Regions from separate parts of the Sus scrofa genome. Here region 2 is linked to region 1. Evidence: chromatin contacts called from public promoter capture Hi-C data. All regions are on one chromosome and are shown on one strand. The core of a region is the stretch at or near the end of the contact, and the rest is flanking DNA. Distances in the headings are between cores, read along the strand shown.

Region 1 (3,051 bases), core at 369-2,868:
TTATTTTAAGCCCTACGCTTAAAAATAAATTTAATTCACATGACTGGCTTAAAACACTGGAACCAAGAAAAGTCACTGCAAAAGCATTTAATGAAATACCTGAATTCCATCTAGGTTTTTTTTTTTTTTGTCTTTTTGCTATTTCTAGGGCCACTTCTGCGGCATATGGAGGTTCCCAGGCTAGGGGTCTAATCGGAGCTGTAGCTGCTGGCCCACACCAGAGCCACAGCAACAAGGGATCCGAGCCTCGTCTGTGACCTACACCACAGCTCACAGCAACGCCGGATCCTTAACCCACTGGGCAAGGTCAGGGAGGGAACCTACAACCTCATGGTTCCTAGTCGGATTCATTAACCACTGAGCCATAATGGGGACTCCCCATCTAGTTGTTTTTGATATGATTCTTGTGAGGACTTCCTATCTTGATTTATACAGTGGATTTTACATCTATTTCTTGTATCTAATGCAATGAAAAGAGAAGAGACATTTTTCAAATAATATAACTTTTCCTAAACCCTGACTCACTTCAGAAAGTTGGTGAACTGTTCAGACGCTGCACAGTGATTTTTACATACAAAGACAATTGGTTCATCTGCAGCATTTTCCAGTGTGGGATAAAACATTTACATTTTTTATTTCTGGCAATACTTCATTTGACCTATGAGCAAAACTAAAGATTGACTACATACGAATTACGGTAGATTTCCTGCTGAAAGCAGTGAGGAACATAACTTTATCAGCAGATTGGGGAACAGTCTCACTCTCTCAGTACAGTCAATGACGCAACTTATTTAAGAGGACATGCCCATTATTTTCACGTTCTACTTTAGTCTGGTAAAATCACAATTCCAAGTTTCACTGAATGTTTTGAAATTGAAACGTCAGGATTACGCATCAATAAGTGAACTACAATGGTGTAGGACAACTAGTAACATTAACTTAAAAATACGGATTTTTCCTACGAGATTATAATTATTATTTGGCTTGTTTTTTAAACTAAACTGAGTTTGATTTCTACTGACTAGATCTTCCGGAGTCAATATTTTAATGCTCCCCTGACACACACGCTCGGTTTAGGAGGGTTATGAACTGCATTGCTTCGTAATTTTCCCATGGAAGCACAGGCGAGTTAAACCATGTGGAGTTCACTCAGTACTACTGAAGACCTGAAACCGGTGGTGCCAAAATGCTGATGCCTGCCGGCGGAAAGGTATTTGCCCTTAAAACAAGAAACAAACGACAACAAAAACAAAAACCCACTTAGCTCCAAAATAACAATAACAAGCACCCTTTCTTTCTTGCCAGAATTCACCCGACGGTTGCAGCCCAAAGGAAGCGGAGCTGAGGCAGCGGCCAGGACGCGACTAGAGGCAGCAAGAGCTCCTCCCCAGCCCGGACTCTCACAGCCGCTTCCTAAGCGCTGCGTGGCTCCCTAGAGCCTGCCGGCGAGAGGGTTACGCTGCCTGCCGCACCCGGTCGGCTCCTCACGGCTGCCAGCCTACCCCGCCCGCCCGCGAAGCCCGGGGTGCGCCACGCCTTCCGTCCGGCCCCGCCCAACCCAGCCCCGCCCGGCCCTGCGGAGGCGCCGGAGTGCGCGCGCGCGCGCGCGCGCGAGGCAGGCCCGGTTCCCCTTCCGAACGTCCGCGCCCCGCATGCGCAGTCTACGCCGGCGGTCTCCGTTTGTTTGAACAGGAAGGCGGACATATTAGTCCCTCACGGCCCCCATCGCCCCACCCCCCAAAGCGTTCGCCGTCGCGACTCGCCCTTTCCCCAGCCGGGGCCGCAGCACCTCCCAGGAGCTCCCCCAGCAGCAGCCGCCGGGACCCGACTCTCATCTCCTTTACCGGCCGCTCTCCAGCCTGTCCTCTCCTAAGTCTCCATCGGGCACCGACCTCGCCCTGCCCCGCCGGACGCCACAGCAGCAGCCCCAGCAGCGCCAGGACAAAATGGGAGAGTGAGGCTATCCCTCGGGGACCAGCTCTTGGCCGGCGCGGGTCGGTGCGTCGGGCCGGGCCAAGTGGTGCCGGGGATGCAGGGCTAGACCGCCTCCAGCGCCTCAGAACGGAGCGGGCCCGGCCGGGGGCCCAGGCGGCGGCGGCGGCGGCAGCTGGCACGGCTCCGCACCCGCCCTTCGCTTTCGCCTTTCCTCCTCTCCCTCCCCTGCTGCCCGGAGGAGTCTCCACCCTGCTTCTCTTTCTCTACCCCCTCCTGCCCATCTCGGGACCGGGAACTCTCCATGGCCAAGGCGGCCGGGGCCCGCTAGGCTGAAGCATTTGCCTGGAGCGACAAGTCTGGTGGCGACGGCGCTGTCGGCTGTCGTGAGGGGCTGCCGGGTGGGATGCTACTTTGGGCATCCGAGCGGCTGTGGGTCGCCGTCGCCCCCGGCCCGGGGTCTGGAGAGCGGAGATCCCCTTAGTGAGGGGGAGGAGGGGGACCGCGCGCACCTGGTGACCCTGGAGTTCCGGCTCCTCCGCCCGGCGGCCGCGAACCCACCGCCGGAGGAAGTTGGCTGAAATTGCTTTCCGCTGCTTGTGCTGGTACGAGGGTATTGTCACAGTAGCAGCAACATGTCGACTGGGGACAGTTTTGAGACTCGGTTTGAAAAAATCGACAACTTGCTGCGGGATCCCAAATCGGAAGTGAATTCAGATTGTTTGCTGGTGAGTAGCCCAGTTCTCTTTTGCTTGTCTGAGGTTCTCTGTTTATTTCCTTCCTCTTGCTTTCAGTCTGGTTATCGGCAAAAGAAAAATTCAGGTGTGGAAAACACCAAAATCTGGTGGTGTTTGTGAAGAATATTGGAGTACCACTAAAATCTCGTGCTGTGGCCCTGTTTATCATTGTACTAACTACTCTCTCAACTTGTAGTTCTGACTCAGTTCATCATTACACAAAAGACACTTAATAAACTTGCAGGCATCATAGTTACCCCGTCCAGCTTATTACTATGTGTATAGTTTGTTGATTGGCGATTTTAGTAATATTAATCTTTCTGATCGGTTTGACAGTAAGATTGGAAAAGACTGTTTTCCATTTTCAGCGATTTACCTCCTT
Region 2 (2,969 bases), core at 54-2,553, 600 kb before region 1:
TGCTTTGTGTCTTCAGGCTTGAAAGCATCCCGGTGAGGCTGCTGCCACCGTTTCTCTTGCGAATTGAGTGCAGGGAATTGGGGCGGGGGAGGGGTCTTCTCTGTAAGTTTTTGTTTACCAGGTAAAGAACCTAAAATTCTTTCGACTCATTCTCTTTCCGCTCCAGCCCGGCGCTGAGGGCGAGGCGTTCCAACAGCGGGCCTCTTTCAAGCCTCGCGACGCACTTCTCCCCGGCCTCCCCCTTTCCCCAACGCGCGCAAGCCGGGGGCCAGGTGGCCGCCGCTTACCGGTGGGCGCGCTGTCCAGGATGCGCAGGTCGTAGGCCCCGGAGCAGCGGTAGTTGGCCGCGGTGCCGTTGTCCCACACCACCACCACCTCCTCGGGGCTCTCGAAGCTCCGGACCGTGCCCACATGGCCCTCGCCGCCGTCCTGCTTCCCCCACTTCCAGTCCGGGCCGCGCACTACTCGGGCGCCGACCCCTTCCACCATCACCCGGTTATTCCTGGAGTTACTCATCGGGGCCCCGGCGGTGGGCTCCGCCGCCGCCGCCGCCGCTGCCGCCGGAGGGCCCGTGAGGGAGTTGGGCCCCGGCCGGACTCTCGGCGCCGGCGGGGGCGGCAGCGAGCCCCGGGGAACGTGGGAATAACTCACGGGGGCGGCGGTGCAGTCACCGCCAAGCCCACAGCCGCTCCCCAGCCGTTGCCGCCGCCGCCGCGCCCCCCGCTCGGACTGGAGGCCCGACTGCAGCGGCTCGGAGGCGGCGGCGGCGGCGGCAGGCGGGCAGAGGGGAGGGGGCCGTGGGCGGGGACTCCCCCGCTTCCTCCGGGCTCCCGGGCCGGGCTACAGCGACGGCCGCCAGGAAACCACGCTCTCCCCCGGCCGGGAGCGCAGGGAGCGCGGGGGGCCGGGGGAGGCTAGCCCGGGAGAGACGGCGCGGTCGGCGGAGAGCAAGCCTAACTGCTGGCCTGTTTTCTCCCCCAGGCCCTTGCTCCAGGGTGGACGCCCGAGCGCCGGCGCCGCCTCCTCCCCCGTGGGCAGTGATGGTACCTCCCGGCGTCCGGCTAGCGTCCGGGCCCAGGGGCCCCCTTCTCTCTGCCCCCGCGCACGCCGCCGCGCTCCGCCCCTCCACAGAGTCCCTGCCCGGCGAGAGCGGCTCCACATCCGGGTACTGGAGCACCCAAGGACCGAGCAGCACCTTCTCTGAGAGATTAGGAGGGGACTTCTCAGCAACAGTAGGATGGAAGCGCTTTGGAGATCCGCGCGACTGGGGAGAGAAAGGAGAGGAAAATTGATCCCTAAGCGTCTCGCCACGGCTTTATGAGAGTGCGCATGCGCGCGGCCTGGAAAAAAAGGGGGGGTAGACATCCACCCCAGCTTGAGGCGATGGAGGGGTGGCTCCCCGGAGTAGTCGTGGACCGGTGGTGCGGCGCACCCCATTGGCTGTAAGGGAAGGGGCGGGGCAAGGAACTCCCTCAGGCCGCGGTGGAGGTGGGACTGGAGGAAGTGAGGATCCGGATGCGACCCGGGTTGCTGAAACTGGGTCCCTCTGGTGAGGTCAGGCTTTCCTCAAATTCTTGTGTACCTGGGTGTGCTGGGTGGAAATTTGGGATTACATGTTCTTTTAGTCTTCTTTTTTAATGGGGCGGGGAATAGGACAAATTATGGGCAATCTGTATTTTTGTTTGTGTAAATTGAAAGCATTTCAGACCGCAGTATGTGATTAGGGATGTGTTTTTAAGCTGAGCAGAATGGTGATGAATGATGTGTGTCTTGCTTTTGTGCAGAGTCAGGATGGCAAGTAGACTCCAAACAGCACAAGCTCCTGGGAAAGAGATTTACAAGCACTTTGCCCATTATAACAACTCCCATCCATTAAATAATTCCACCCCCCTCCCATAGCAAAATACAACCCTGAAAGGAAAATAAGTGTACCGTAAGAGCGGATTCTGGCCGCTATTACTTAAATGACTTTGTGTAGGATTTAAAACCACTGGTTCACAGCCCAGCACGGATGCATTGTTAGCATACTGTTGTTTTTCCTGAGAGTCAATTAAGCAAAGAATACAAATATTCAGCAGAAGGAAATATTCAGTTGGAAAGAAAAGGTGTGTAAAATGGAACCCATGAATTATTATATAGTGAAATTAATTAAATGTTCTTAATTTTTCATATTAAATAAAATAGGAAAATACCAGTATGGCGAAACAGGGCTTATTTTGGGTTTTTTGGGGGGGAGGGGGTTTGTCTTTTTAGGGCCACACCTGCGGCATATGGAGGTTTCCAGACTAGGTGTCTAATCAGAACTGTTACCGCCAGCCTACACCAGGGCCACAGCAACGCCAGATCTGAGCCGTGTCTGCAACCTACACCACAGCTCACGGCAATGCCGGATCCTTAACCCACTGAGCGAGGCCAGGGATCGAACCCGAAACCTCATGGTTCCTAGTTGGATTTGTTTCTGCTGTGCCACCACGGGGACTCCAAATAGAGCTTATTTTGGAAACTAAACAGTTAACATGTTTGTTCCAAATAGGCCAGCCAGGAGTTCCCATTGAGGCTCAGCAGGCTAAGAACCCAAATAGTGTCTGTGAAGATATGGGTTCAATCCCTAGTCTTTTTCAGTGGGTTAAGGATCTGGTGTTGCTGCAAGCTGCAGCATAGGTCACAGATGTGGCTCAGATTTGGTGTTGCTGTGTCTGTGACATAGGCCTGCGGCTGCACCTCCAACTCAGCCTCTAGCCCAGGAACTTCCATATGCCGCAAGTGCAGCCCTTGAAGGAAAAAAAAAAAAAAAGGCCAGCCAGGGAGTTCCCTGGTGGCCTAAAGTTTAAAGATCTTGGTCGCTGCTGTGGCGCAGGTTCATTCCTTGGCCCAGGAACTAATGCATGCCATAGGCGCAGCCAAAAAACCAAAAAAGTCCAGCCAAATATCTAGTGTATTTTAAAGTGTTTTCATCTTGGAAGTATAAA

What was found. Promoter capture Hi-C pulls out the DNA fragments that hold promoters and counts their contacts.
Region 2: a promoter capture Hi-C map of liver shows a contact between it and region 1, with 5 times the contacts expected there. The contact joins the promoter of ABHD3 here to the promoter of ROCK1 in region 1. A contact is called at or near these places in 1 of 5 promoter capture datasets (liver) and 2 of 47 Hi-C or Micro-C datasets (heart right ventricle and liver).

What each region holds. Positions count from the first base shown.
Region 1 is chr6:106,313,565-106,316,615 of Sscrofa11.1, reverse strand. It overlaps ROCK1 (rho-associated protein kinase 1), which reads left to right and starts at 1,618. Exons shown (of 33, transcript XM_005653400.3): 1 at 1,618-2,660. The coding sequence starts at 2,568.
Region 2 is chr6:106,916,054-106,919,022 of Sscrofa11.1, reverse strand. ABHD3 (phospholipase ABHD3) reads left to right here and starts at 1,303. Exons shown (of 10, transcript XM_021096170.1): 1 at 1,303-1,323. The coding sequence starts at 1,318. MIB1 (E3 ubiquitin-protein ligase MIB1) reads right to left here and starts at 1,028. Exons shown (of 21, transcript XM_003356369.4): 1 at 288-1,028. The coding sequence starts at 516.